Regions from separate parts of the Zea mays genome. Here region 2 is linked to region 1. Evidence: chromatin contacts called from public Hi-C data. All regions are on one chromosome and are shown on one strand. Each heading gives the region's core, a stretch centred on a gene start, on an enhancer-like site or on the middle of the called end of the contact. The rest is flanking DNA. Distances are from core to core; before and after follow the strand shown.

Region 1 (7,431 bases), core at 1,490-3,989:
CCACCAATCAAACTAGTGGGCAGATTTTTTAGAAGTTTTTTGTTTCTTAGTTAAAGCTTGCTCGACATGTACAAAGCTTGATAATATGGCATGTTTGGTGTAGGAAGGACGAGACAAATCTTCAAGTGATATACCACCTTGCTCTACTATCTTCATTGCAAATTTGGGACATACATGCACAGAGGACGAACTCAAGGAAGTTTTATCCAAGTATGATGTGTGGATTCTTCTAATTTGCTTTTGAAGTGGATCCATAGTAATGAAACTGCTCATTGTTGTTCTATATTGTCAGGGAACCTGGATTTCATGTCCTTAAAATGCGTCGCCGTGGTGGAATGCCTGTAGCTTTTGCTGATTTTACGGTATACCTACCTATCTATACCTTTATCGATTTAACTAGTGACTTGAACTACTGCTGTTATGTGGTCTAAAAAGTAAAAAATGTTGTATCTTGAACTACTCCCAGTTAATGAAGTTTCTGAAGATCACTTAGTAAGTTTTAAGCCAATGCAAAATGCTAGTTCTATTAGCATGAATAAATAAGTGCAATATTTTTACAAGGCTAGAAGGAATGCAGTTTTTTAGGCCATTCTCAATGCAAGTTTCATGAGAGATTTTATTTTATTAATTAGTATGCCACATAGGATTTTTGATAACATGGCACTATTTATTATAAATTAGTCGAAACTAGTTTCATCACCATGAAACTATGCCAACCCGTGTCCAAGGTATTGGAAAGCGTGTGAGACCACCATTGAGAGCAATTTATTTCATTTCCATCTATTTCACCTATTCATATTGGTTATTTAGATGCAACGTTAAAGTCATATGTTAGTCTATGAAATTGTGTCATGAAACTCTTCATTGAGGGTATATTTCATCTTATTTTTGTTGACTTGGCAATATTGAAAATGGTGTGATGAAACTATCACCGAGAATGACCTTAGAGCGACGCATCATCATTTCAGCATAGTTTTTTTTATTTTTACTTTTTTACCAAGAGCCTGAGACAGGTGCTTGCAATCTGCAGGATATTGAATCGTCTACCGCTGCTATGAATAGACTCCAAGGCACTGTACTGGCATCTTCTGATAACGATGGATTGCACATTGAGTATCCTCAGAATTACTTGCTTTTGTTTCAATATTTCTGTTTGTTCGAGCATCCCCTTGAAACGACGTCAAATGGTCTAGTAAGTTTTATCGGAAAAGCCAGGAGTACCAAATGCATCTCTTAGTACAAGTTAGTTTCTCTTTTGGGTTTCGTAATCTCGTAGTACAAGTTAGTTTCTCCCTTTTGGGTTTCGAACAAAGTTGGGTTTATTGGTCTGCCATTTCCGTGGTGTTCACCTTGTGAGTTTTAAAGATCGTTTTGCATTTGCCATGATGAAATGTTACCCAAATGTTGGTTCCTCGCTTCAAAGATAAACGCAATTGTTTGATTTTGGGTAGGTTAGGCTCAACATGTCGTGTCCGGTATTTATGCAACTGAGGAGGCTAGAATCGCTGTCGCCGTTGTGCGTCACTGTTGAGAATTACTCCTGGCTTATCACAACGTGCTGTACAATTTATTCCATTGATTCGACATCAGGCGCTGTTATATGGCCTTGTTTCCTTTAACTCCAGCAAACAGGTACGCAAGGTCGAAGATGAGGAAAAGCTAAGTTGTTGGACTGCAAGGATTGGCAGTGTCATCTCCTGTCTGTCTTCCTGGAGGCTACCAGTAGGCATCCCTGCACACGTAGCTGCGTGTAGCTGCTTGCTAAGCGTGAGAATCCAGAACGGTGCTAATTGTCCTGTATGCCATTATACAATACTCCCTCTTTTAAATCATGAGATACTCTCTTCGTTTCAAATTCAAATTACAGCCCGTTTGGATAATTGGAATTGAATTCTATTCTAATAATAGTAATTTAGTCACATATCAATTAAGCTAATACGGTTTTATACAAAATATATTTATATATTATTATTAGTAAGATATTAGAAATATTTGTGTTATGTTTTACTAAAGACGAGTGAGCTGAAAAGCGTCCTGTAAATTGTAGAGTGAAAATATATTGTACTGATATATAAAATTATTTTTCATCCTCTATATAGGTTTATATCTAAACTTTAGAAAGTGACGGAATATTAAATTTCAAATTAAAGAGGTTACTTTATTAAATAAATTCTAATTTCTTAAGATCAAAACGCCTCATTATAAGATTTCTCGGCACTTCAAAGTACATATATCTAAAAAAACAAAAGAACCAAAAGTTCTTCTAATCTGAAATGGAGAGAGCATTTACTGGTACCGAGACATCCATTCTGGAATCTGCTATGATCAGCGATGATCTGTACGGCATCCTAGAGTTTCACATGGATCCAACACGGGACCAGAATTCATCAGATCTTTGCCTATGATCAAGAGAAGTCAAAACCAACAACTGTTTGGTCCTGACTACGTACCTTTCCGTCTTCTGATCGCCCGGTATTGTTTCCTTCTTTTGTTCTCGAAAGATTTATCGCCCGGTACTGTCGAACGGCTCAGAGGCGTACACGGAAGTGGTCGAACTCGCTGCAGGGTCCCGCACCCTGCGTAGAAGTCTTTTTTCCCAATGTATCCTCCATTCGACGCCGGGAACATGGTGCCGCCGCCTCCCGAGTCCCGCCGAACTGCCAAGCGCGAACGCTTCCCGTCCTCTTTAAAGCCAGGTGTCGTCCAGTCCAAGTGCTTGCTCCCAACCATTTCTGCGCGTGCGCCTCCACCGCCAGAACCCCGAAGAAGAGCATCCCCCTCCTTGGAGATTTTCAGTAACCGTTCCTGCTCGACGCCGACGGCATGCCGACCGAGCGCGTCGATGTCGCGGTCTCCTCACGGACGCTGCTGCGGGCGTCCGACCCGCCTCCGGACTTCCCCGCGGTGCTCCAGGCGTCCAACCTCGACCTCATCCTCGGTTCCTTCCACATCTACCTCATCGCCATGTACCCCGCCCCGGCCGCGGGCTTCCCCGCCGTGGTAGCTGCCGCGCGGGACGCCATGCCCGCTTTCCTCTCTCGCTTCTTCCCTTTCGCTGGCCGCGTCGTCGCCAACGCCGACACCGGCGTGCCCGAGATCGCGTGCGACAACACCGGCGCGGAGCTCGTGGTGGCGCGCGCTGGGGTGAGGCTCGCGGACGTCGACTTCGCGGACGCCGACCGCTCGCTGGGCCGCATCGCGGTGCCGTTCCAGCAGGACCTCGCGCTGTCGCTGCAGCTGGTGCGGTTCGCGTGCGGCGGGTTCGCGCTGTCGTGGGGGACCAACCACCTGCTCGTGGACGGCCACGGTCTGACGGCGCTGCCCAGCGCGTGGGCGGAGCTGCTCCGCACCGGCGGCCTCTCGTGGGAGCCTCACCACGAGCGGGCCTCGCTCTTCCGGCCGCGGGACCCGCCGCGGTACAGCGCGTCGCTGGACGCCGAGTTCACGCGGTACGCGCCGGCGGGCCTCCCGAACTCGCTCCTGACGGCCACGCTCGTGCGCCGCAACTACGTGGTGTCCGCCGCGGACGTGGACCGGCTCCGCGCCGCGGCCAGCACCCCCGCGCGCCGCGCCACGCGGCTCGAGGCGCTGTCGGCGCACGTGTGGAAGCTGCTCGCGGCGGCCGTGGGCGGGCTCGACGCGCACTGCCGCATGGCGTGGCTCGTGGACGGCAGGCCGCGCCTGGACGCCGCCAGGTACGACGGGGCCACCGTGCGGCGCTACCTCGGCAACGTGTTGACGTACGCGTCGCGGGAGGCGGCCGTGGAGGCCGTGTCGTCGTCCCCGCTGGCCGACGTGGCGGCCATGGCGGGCGCGGCCATCGCGGAGGTGTTCCGGTGGGAGCGGTACGAGGAGCTGGTGGACTGGATGGAGGTGCACAAGGGGGTGTTCCGGGAGGGCGGCAAGTGGACGGAGGTGGTGGGCACCGGCATGGGGAGCCCCGCGCTGGTGGTCTCTACGTTCGTGCCGTTCCGCGTGGAGGGGGACTTTGGGTTCGGCCGGCCGCGGTTGGTGTTTCCGTGGGTGCGCCCGGGGCGGCTGGGTTCCGCGGCCATGACGGTGTCACGGAGCCCGCGGGAGGACGGGTCGTGGCTCATCACCGCCAGGATGTGGCCGCGACTTGCCGACGCCGTGGACGCGGACCCGGACGCCGTGCTCAAGCCGGCCACCGCCGCGCGGCTCGGGTTCGGCGCGCCCGATCCGGCAGACGTGATGCAGCATGCTACCAGTCGCATGTGAGTCATAGAGTGGTTTGCCGTGCGCGAGCCGCGAGGCGAGCCGGTGGGCCTCAGCCCTCAGACTCAGGGTGGCACGGGCGGACAGAACAGCGCCCCTGTGGGCCTGCGTATGACATGGCGGCATGGCGCTGACGGGAGTTTCATGTGCGCCCATCGATCTGGTACAGTTTTGTACATTTTTTATCGGCACGATCCAAGAAAATATTTTGGACATTCACAGTAGCTCTCTCTCTCTTGACTGGAGATAACGAAGATGGTGGGACCGTGGGAGTAGCAGTGAGCGATTGAATCTGTTGGTGTCTTTTTGATCGTCAATCACTGCATGAAAACTGACGGCTCTGCTCGCTGCAGAGGCGTGGACGGTCCGCGAACTGGGACATAGCTAAGGGTTTCCTGCCTGACGACCAGACGGTCCGCGCGTGTGCAGGGACGGCGGAAGTCGCCGGCGGCACCTGGATATCGCTCTCGGGAGAGACCCCGTCGGGGAGGAGAGATCCTAGGTGTTGTCTAGACTCGGCAGGCCGACCTAGACTCCTCTAATCGACATAGAGTCGAAGAGAAGCAGAAAATTTGGGAATTAGAGGGCTAAACTAGAACTAGACTAGAACTACTTCTAAATGTACAAGAAATAAATGCGAGATAAATTGTTTATTGATTCGATTGATGATTTCAAATCGGCTGTATTCCTCTGTATTTATAGAGGAGGGGGCTGGACTCATTACAAACAAACTTCTCGAGATAATTTCGTGTATCTATCCAACAAAAGCAGCAAGAAACTTGGAACCCTAATCGGCTCGGCGCGCGCGCGGAACGTCCGGCCCAGGGCCGGACCGTCCGGCCGGTCCGGCCCTCTATTTGGTACTCAACATATGCCCCCTGTCTTTTGGTGGAGTTGAGCGAACCAAAAGCAACTAACTCGATGTGATCACATCGGTTTTCTTAAGCATCTTGCCACATACTAGGATGGTACTGCTTGAGGAAACGTCCATTCAAAGCCTTGGTCAAATCTTTGCCTTGCAATGTTTGCAGTAAATAGGCGTTACCAGATATTACTTGTGTTACTTTGTATGGACCCTCCCAGCTTGGCGATCACTTCCCAAACTTCTGGTCTTTGTTTCTTAGAGGCAAGATGGTCTTCCACACAAGGTCCCTACCTGAAATGATTTAGCTTTGACCTTCTTGTTGTAGACCTTGGCTACCATGATCTTGTCCTTTTCTATCTCTCCTAAGGCCGCCACTCTTTTATCGGTCACCTCATCAACACTGTCCATCATCAAATTATAATAATCACCAACAGTTAAGTCATTTTGCCTGGCGATCCTGACAGCATTCAAACTTATCTCCACGGGTAAAACTGCTTCCTGCCCATAGACAAGCTCAAATGGAGAAACTTTAGTAGCACAGTGTTTAGATATTCTGTGAGCCCACAAAGCTTCGGACAAAATCTTGTGCCAATACTTAGGATTATTATATATCTTCTTTTTTATCAAGTTAGTCAATGTTTTATTACTAGACTCGACCTGTCCATTGGCCTGAGCATAATACGGAGATGAATTGAGCAATTTAATTATATATTATTCAGCAAACTCACATAACTCTTTTGACATAAAAGAAGCCCCTTGATCTGTAGTCAAGGTCTGGGGAATGCTGAATCTATGAATAATATGTTCGGTTATGAACTCAATTACCTCCCTGTGTGTCATGTTCTTCAGAGCAACGACTTCGGTCCATTTGGTAAAGTAGTCAGTGGCAACTAACACGAACCGATGCCCCTTTGATGATGAATGATGAATTTCTCCTATAAAGTCTAATCCCCATCATCTGAAAGGCCAAGGCTTGATAATAGGATGTAATTCGGCTGCAGGGACCAACTGTAAGTCGCCGAATTTTTGACATACTTGGCATCCTTTGTAGTACTTAAAACAATTAGCTATCATGTTAGACCAATAGAAGCCAGAACTTCGCAACAACCACTTCATCTTTGGAGGCAATTGATGGGTACCACAAATCTCTTCATGTACTTTGGTCATGGCTAATATAGCATCATCTGGGCCCAAGCACTTAAGCAGGACGTCGTTGACTGTTCGGTGGTAGAGTTCATCACTCATTAAAACATACTTGAAAGTTGTACGCTGAATGTTCTTATCCGTCCTAATATTGGGATTTCGTAAATAATTAATTATGAGTGTCCTCCAATCACTTGCATTGGCTTCATTATCAGCCGAATCAATTAGGAGAACTTTCCTGGCAACCCCGGACAGTCCGAAGTCTTCACTCGGACGGTCCACGACCTGGGGGATTGGCCCTGTACCCGTTATTAGATTTTCAGTGTTGTCAAATCTCCCTCGCTTTATCCGATAACCTGATGCATCTTGTGCTAAATTGTTTGCTCTGTGATTCTCAACTCTAGAGATGTGTCGAATACTGAATTCGTCAAAAGAATGAATTATGCCCCAACACTTTTCAAGGTAACTATTTAGAGTACCATCAAAACATTGATATTCTTCTAATACCAGTTGGACAGCCAGCTGAGAATCACCAAATGCCTTCACATGTTTTACTCCCATACAATTTAAAAGCTCTAAACCGAACAAAAAGGCCTCATATTCGGCTTGATTGTTAGTGCAATAAGTTTTCAATCGGCTAGAGAAGTCGAAGGAGACATTACTTGGTGAAACAAGCACGATACCAATTCCTTGCCCTTCATTGCAAACCGATCCATCAAAATATAAAGTCCAGGGAGTAACAGTGAGGTATGATATGTCTAGTTTATGAGTATCATTGATCCGATGTTCTACAATAAAATCTGCTACGACCTGGCCTTTCATAGATTTCAATGGTTCATAAGCCAAGTCATACTCTATAAGTGCATAAGCCCATTTACCAATCCTACCACTCATAATCAGGTTTTGCAACATGTATTTAATCACATCGGTTTGACTGGCAACGGCGCAATGACTAGACAGTAAATAACATCTACACTTGGTGCATGCATAAAATAGGCATAAGCATAACTTTTCGATAAAAGTGTACCTTGTTTCAGCATCCACCAGCCTCCGACTTAGGTAGGTCACCACATGCTCCTTTCCTCCAGTCACTTGCGTCAGAACAACCCCAATAACCTTATCTTCAGCTGCAATGTACAATCTAAACGGTACTCCTACTTGTGGTGCTTTTAATATGGGAGCCGAAG
Region 2 (7,431 bases), core at 1,241-3,740, 780 kb after region 1:
TCATATTGATCCAGTGAACGATGTGAGGGCCGTAGATAAGAGGAAATGTAAGGTCTATTCAAATGCCATTAGTGTGACAAATAAGGGTGTATTTGGTTCAGCTTCTTGAACCAAATAAAGTCTACAACGCCTTCTTCACAAAAGCACAGAGGATGAGGAAGCCAGCACAAGGCGAAGGCAGAGCAGGTCAGGACCAAGACACCACCAACAGCAGATGCAACAGCAGACGAGTCAGTATATATACACCACCAACATACCAGCCTCCATTAGTAGATACAGCAGCAACAAACCAGCTAGTAGGTACAATAGGAGATACAACTCAAACACCACATCCTCCAGTAGTAGAAGAGGCTGCACCAGCTGATCAGCCTGAAACAGACAAACAGTAGAACAGGATGCATCAGCTGAACAAGCAATAGTAGAACAGCCTGAAGAAAATGTACAAGAAGCTTCACCTGAGCATGTAGCACAAGAGGAGCATCAACAACCATCTCAAGCACACAAGGCACCAGGCCAACAGGCCATCCCAGCTACGCCTCTAACCCCACCACACTCACCAACAACAGTTCCAGCAATTTCAGACGATCCTCGGTAATAATTACAAAGCTACCCAGTAACAACTACAGTTTGCCTCCGTCCACAAATGTTGGTCGCTAGGTATTTGTGTCAGTCAAAATTTCTTAAGTTCGACTAGATTTATAAAATATATTAGTAACATTTGTATCTTCGAATAATTGTACTATAAAAATAGATTTAAAGATCTATCTAATGATACTAATTATGTACTATAAATATTAATAATTTCTTATATAAATATGATCAAAGTTAAAAATAGTTGACTCCTCGATAATAGTATCTATGTAATGATACTAATTGTGGACGGAGGGGAGTATAAAATATTTAGTAATACTTATAAAATGTCCAGTAATTAATATAAAGTGTTCAGTAATAAGTGCATTATGATCAGTAATAAATTTTAAACGTCCAATAATAACTATATAGTTCGAGTCATTACACCACATCGTCTTCTGTTAATGATTCGTTTTGGTCATCATCTGAAGTTGCACAACTTTTCACACGACCTGTCCCTTTAGGCCTACCTCTCTGTCTTTTGATTACATATTTTTTGTGATCGTTCACACATGTTGATGCATTTGCCCCTAGTCATATAGGCCATATTTCCCGTACTTTCTTCTTTTCTTCTGCAATGCAGCTGGGGAATATTTTCTTCACCTGGCAAAAAATTCTTCCTGTCGCCTTTTGTTGTCAATACTGGTGGCACGGACGCTGAGACGATAATATCATCTTCTCTGTTTGACATAGCGTGAGTCTAGTTCACAGTACTTGGTATATGGTCTTCCAGAATAACGTCTGGTGGTATAACTTTCAGTACCACGGGTGCATCTTATATCATCCTTCTAGCTCTATGTATTGCCTGTTTTGTTAAGCAAATGAAAATCGAGGTAGTCAATAATAATTATAGACAGTCAGATAGTCAGCGACTAACTCCAGTAGCTTTTCTATACCCTAATGATATTCAAACTATATTCTACAAACAATACAATGTACAGTGCAAAACAGTGTTTTGGGTGACCATATACCATATGCGTGCAATGTATACATCCATATGGTCACCAAAACATTGTTTTACACTATACATTACACTGTCTGTAGAGTGTGGTTTGAATATGTCATATGGGTAAACTGATGGAGGTAGTCTAACCTACCACATCGCCTGTGAAGAGCTTCGGGTTCTCGCTGGGATCCCTTCTGCCACCTACCGCCCTCGCCAGCGTCGACGACCCCATCGCCATATCCTATTTAGGCTTTTGAATTTAAAAATGATTTAGAGCCTAACTGTGTAGTGGCTAGAAAATAAGCTATAGGCTCACGAGCCAGCTTAAACTCAGAGCGACTCGCGAGCCTCGAATAAACCGATTCGAGCCTAATTTTTGGGCTCGTCGTTGAAGCGAGCTGAGCCAACTCGCGAGCCGCGTCAACTGTGCTGAATTAATCAATTTGCGTAATCATAATAGATTATCGGTTCATTTTTTAATCTGAATTAATCAATTTGCGTAATCATAATAGATTATCGGTTCATTTTTTAATCTTTAATGATGGATATATAACAATTAAAATTTTAGATCGTCATAATATTGAATAATGATTCTATATTTCATATTTAAATACTATTAGTTTAATACATAATACAATTATATTTATTATGGTGTGCAATATCGAGCCGAAGTAAGACTCATCTTTAAGCTCGTGCAATGAGCGAGCTAGCTGGCTAGCTCATGAGTCATAATGGAGCCAAACGGAGCATCACGCATCCTTAAACTCATGCAATAAGTGAGCCGAGTCGAACCGAGATCCGTCACCAATTGAGCCGAGCTTGGCTCACCTTATTTCCAGCCATATCTCCAACAGACTCACTATCTTATTTCCTATTTTAAACTTTACTCCAACAGACTCACTATCTTGTTTGCTATTTTAAACTTTACTCCGTTACACTGTAAATCATTACGTCTGTTTACATGGAGGTGCTGGCTAGTCCAAACCCTAGAGCCGTGAGAGCTGTGTGCCCATGGTAGAGCTGAAGTGCGTGCGTCTGCGAGACTTCTCGACTCGACTTCTCCTAGAGTGAGAGGATTCCATGACCATCTGCTGCTGCTGTCAGTCTCAGCCAGCGGAACAGCTAGTCTGAAAAATACGTCGATGCGGATAGGATAAGATAATTATTATATACAGACAAAAAGGGTAAAAAAAGAGACAGAGCTGTCGTCCAGTAGTATATCACTTCGCTGTGCAGCTTCCCGTGTCTCTCGTCCCAACTCCGCCGGTCCGCCCGCCCCTTCACCCGCAGGCCACACACATCCCCCTTCTCCTCCCCCCCGCCCGCGCAGCGCAAGGGAAAGGAAAAAGGGATCGACGACTTTGCCGGACGCGGCGGCGCATCCCCCATCCCGTCCGACCCCCCATCGCCGCGTCGCACCGCATGGCTGAGGACGACGCGGCGGCAGCGGCGGGCTCCCCCATCCTGGACCTGCCAGAGCCGCTGCTGCTCCACATCCTGGGCTTCCTCACCGACGCGCGGTCGCGGCACCGCGCCGCGCTGGCGTGCCGCCGGCTCCTCGCGGCGGAGCGGGCCACACGGGCCGCGCTGTCGCTGCGCGGGGACCCACGGTCGCCCGCGTTCCTCTTCCTCAGGCCGGCGTTCTGCTTCCCGGCGCTGGAGCGGCTCGACCTCTCGCTGGCGTCCCCGTGGGGCCACCCGTTCCTCTCCTCCGCGGCGCCGTCGGCCGACGCCGTCGCGCCGTCCGTGACGCCGCAGCAGGTCGCGGAGCAGAACGAGCTGGTCGCGGCGCGCCTCGCCTACTGCTTCCCCGCCGTGTCCTCGCTCGCCGTCTACTGCCGCGACCCCACCACGCTCGTCAGCCTCACCCCGCACTGGAGGTCCCGCCTCCGCAGCGTCAAGCTCGTGCGCTGGCACCAGCGCCCGCCGGGCCTCGACGCCGGCGCGGATCTCGAGCCGCTCCTCGGGGACTGCCCAGCGCTCAGGGCGCTCGACCTCTCCGAGTTCTACTGCTGGACGGAGGACATCGGGCCGGCGCTCGCAGCGCACCCGGCAGCAGCCGCGGCGCTCACCGAGCTCGACCTCGGCCTCGCGGGCGCCACGGACGGGTTCCACGCCACCGAGCTGGGAGCCATCGCGGGATCCTGCCCCAATCTCCGCAAGCTCGTGGCGCCCTGCGTGTTCAACCCTCGGTACGTTGACTTCGTCAGCGACGACGCGCTTTACGCCATCGCCACCAGCTGCCCCAAGCTGGCGACGCTGCGGCTCCGGGAACCTTTTGAGCCGGCAGCTACGGGCCAACGAGAGGACGCGGCCGTCACCGTTGCAGGGCTGGTCTCCTTCTTCGCCGCGCTACCGGCGCTGGAGGATTTCACGCTTGACCTGCGGCATAATGTGCTGGAGACGGCGCCGGCGATGGAGGCGCTTGCCCGCAGATGCCCACGGATCAAGTTCCTGACTCTGGGGGGCTTCCAGGGGCTGTGCAGGGCTTCATGGCTGCATCTCGACGGCGTTGCTGTGTGCGGTTCGCTGGAGTCGCTATGCATCAAGGCCTGTTCGGATCTCACTGATGCCAGCCTTGCTGCCATAGGTCGTGGGTGCGGGAGGCTTGTGAAGTTCGCCATCCACGGCTGTGATCTTGTCACGTCAGCTGGGGTCAGGAAGCTAGCAACAGCGCTTCGGCCCACGATCAAACAAGTCAGTATCTTGCAATGCCGGCGTCTGCACACAGCAGCATGCCTCGCTGCTCTAAGTCCGATCCGTGATCGCGTTGAGAGTCTTGAGATCAGCTGCGTCTGGGAGGAAGTTGAACAGCCAGAGAGTGTGGCCAACGGCACAACTGGATGCGATCATGAAGATGATGATCTCGGTGGTGAAGAAATCTCATATGAGTCCGCATCGAAGAAATGTAGGTACATGGAATTGGATGATCTAGTCAGCTGGGAGATGCTGCGCTCACTCACCCTCTGGTTCCCTGCCGGTGAGGTACTCTCCCCACTCATCTCTGCTGGGCTTGATAGCTGCCCTAATCTAGAGGAGATCTCAATCAAAGTGGAGGGTGATTGCCGGACATGTGCACGCCCTGGCCCATTCTTTGGACTAAGTGATCTTGCAGGCTTCCCAGTACTGTCCAAGATGAAACTGGATCTGAGTGAGGCAGTTGGCTATGCTCTCACTGCACCAGCAGGTCAGATGGATCTCTCTCTGTGGGAGCGGTTCTATTTGCAAGGCATAGATTCACTGATGACCCTGTACGAGCTGGATTACTGGCCTCCCCAAGACAAGGAAGTGAATCAGCGTAGCCTGACACTGCCCGCCGTGGGACTGCTCCAGGGCTGCGTTGGACTCAGGAAGCTCTTCGTCCATGGCACCACACACGAGCATTTCCTGACCTTTTTCTTGAAGGTGCCGAATCTGAGGGACATGCAGTTGCGGGAGGACTACTATCCCGCGCCAGAGAGTGATATGATGAACACGGAAATGCGAGCTGAGTCTTGGCTCCGGTTCGAGATGCAGCTGAACAACAGGCTAATTGAGGATTGATGGTGAAGTTGGTTGATGGGAGGGACTGAGCCAAGTGGAGTCGATGCGGGGATGGTGCCGTGCGATCGATGGTCACGGAAGTTGCAAGGATAGCTGGTGTGCTTCTGTTGGAGCAGAGTAGAACACAATGCTTTGTCCATCCAACAAATATCGGTGATCCTTTTCTAGTTTTTTTTAATAAGGATCCATAATAAGTAAGAGAACTGATGCAGAATCCAGATATTCGCAAGAGTTGCGACGGCAAACTAGGATTCGAGTTCGAGGGATTTTTGCAGGGATGCTTTTTTTTCTCCTTTTTTTTTGAGCTGAGTCCAGAAGAAACCGGCCGGATAAAGTGGGCATTGATCTTGCGAACTGTAACGATTGACGTGGGTTCTGTAAAGAGAAATAAAAGAAATGTCATTTAGCTGTTTTTCTTATGCTCTAGTTTCCGAGTGCTATCATAAAGAGATGCTAAAAATATATCTCCGGCCTCCGGATACTCGTGTCAGGATAGGATAACATCCTCGGTCGCTAGGTCAATCTATCAGCGAGCATAGGGAAAAATACCTCAACTCGAAGAGAAAAAAAAAACATCTAGCCTGAAAGCACGCACTCCGGACGAATTCCGCGGCACTGAGTCCAGAGTTAGGTGTGGCGAAACTAGACAGATGTTAGACAGATGGTCGAGTGAACCGGGTTAGGTGTGGCGAAACTAGACAGATGTTAGACAGATGGTCGAGTGAACCGGGAAACCATTCGAGTGGATCCCTTGTTCGGCTTGAGATCGATCTACCATAAATGTCCGGTCACATTAAGTATGCCTGGCACCGAGCCACGACAGAGGCACTGGTCCGCCTCACACTCATGGCATATGAGCCTCTCGGCCTACAGCGCACTTATGACCTACTCCTCGGACTGCGGCACATTTATGACCCACGCCGCCTCAGCCCGTGGCTATAGGTGTACATTTGGGCCGGGCCTGGTGGGCCGGCCCGAAGCACGGAAAAAAAGCACGGTCCAGCACGGCACGACCCGAAATAATTTAGTGTCGGGCCGACACGGCCTGTTATATCGGGTCGGGTTTGAGCCGAGGTCACGACCCATGGGCGGGCACGAGGACGGTCCGTTTAAGGCAGGCACGGAATGGCCCATATAGAGGCACGAAAAGGCTCATATATGTAATAAAACCACACTTCATTCCACACTTTCATATACTTGATAAAGAACACAAAGCTAGAGATAATGCTAGTTAGATGTTTTTTATAGCTTTGAATTAGAGTGTGTGATGTAAATTTGCTTTTGTTATGAACATTAGACAATAAACTGAACTTACGAACTTTGTATAGAGCTGATTATACTCTTTTTCCTTCTAACAAAATGATTTATAAACGAGGTAGTCATTGCATAGCTGTGGTAACTTTAATACAAATATTAAGTTTGATTTTGTTCAAATTTATTTGTCTTATCTTTTATTTGTTTTATTATTTTTTTGAATTTAGGGCTCTAATGTGAATTTTGGGCCAAAAACTGAATTTCGGGCCAAAAATTGAATTTCGGGCCGTAATGTGAATTTCGGGCTTTTATAATTTCGGGCTGCCCAAAATGAGTCCGGCACGTTTAAGCAATTACGGGCCGGGCCGTGGGCCGAGGGCTAGGCCCATGGGCCGGCCCGGCACGGCCCGAAATTCAAACGGGTCGGGCCGGCCCGAAATTAAAACAATACGGGTCTTTTCGGGCTTGGGCCGGGCCGGGCCGGGCGGCCCAAATGTACACCTATACCCGTGGCGCACTCATGACCTATAGGAACTAGGTCTGAGTGCGCAGACCGCTTGCATGGCACAACAAGACAAGTCGGGTCGAGCCCAGGCTACGGAGGCCAGGGGTCGGCGTAGCTCGAATGAGGGCGCTCGGGCCCCACGCCTGCGCCGTCTGCAACAAAGAATATGAGACAACCATACAAGCCCAGGGCCCACGGGTGCGAGTGGCTTTACCCCGTGGTAGAACGTTCAGTTTTACCACTGCCTGATGACACCTTCTTAAGGAAGCCACTGTTGGTCGACCCCCTCAGCCTATAAAAGGAGGAGGTCAGTCTCCATACATGGGAGGACATACATACAAGAAGACGACCAGACGGACAACTAGACGCAAAAAACAACGAATCGACGGGAGGAAGGATGACGAACCGACGAGGACCTAGAGGCCGGAGCCTCATCGCCAAGACAAGACTTAGTTAGGATTCCACTATGTAGCTCTTGCCACCACCTCCACCACAAGATACCTGGGAGCTCCTCCTACTTCTCTCGCCCGATTGTAACCCCTTCTATGAGTAT

Evidence for each region. Hi-C and Micro-C count contacts between places; a contact is called where the count stands out from the background.
Region 2: a Hi-C map of tassel shows a contact between it and region 1, with 3 times the contacts expected there. The contact joins the promoter of LOC103631147 here to the promoter of LOC100191750 in region 1. A contact is called at or near these places in 2 of 25 Hi-C or Micro-C datasets (ear and tassel).

The regions. Positions count from the first base shown.
Region 1 is chr6:83,212,004-83,219,434 of Zm-B73-REFERENCE-NAM-5.0, forward strand. It overlaps LOC100191750 (transferase), which reads left to right and starts at 2,740. Exons shown (of 1, transcript NM_001137177.1): 1 at 2,740-4,529. The coding sequence starts at 2,824. The coding sequence ends at 4,239. LOC100217110 reads left to right here. Exons shown (of 10, transcript NM_001143479.1): 7 at 104-210; 8 at 293-362; 9 at 1,031-1,113; 10 at 1,633-1,878. The coding sequence ends at 1,663.
Region 2 is chr6:83,996,194-84,003,624 of Zm-B73-REFERENCE-NAM-5.0, forward strand. LOC103631147 (F-box/LRR-repeat MAX2 homolog) reads left to right here and starts at 2,491. Exons shown (of 1, transcript XM_020539294.3): 1 at 2,491-5,538. The coding sequence starts at 2,999. The coding sequence ends at 5,119.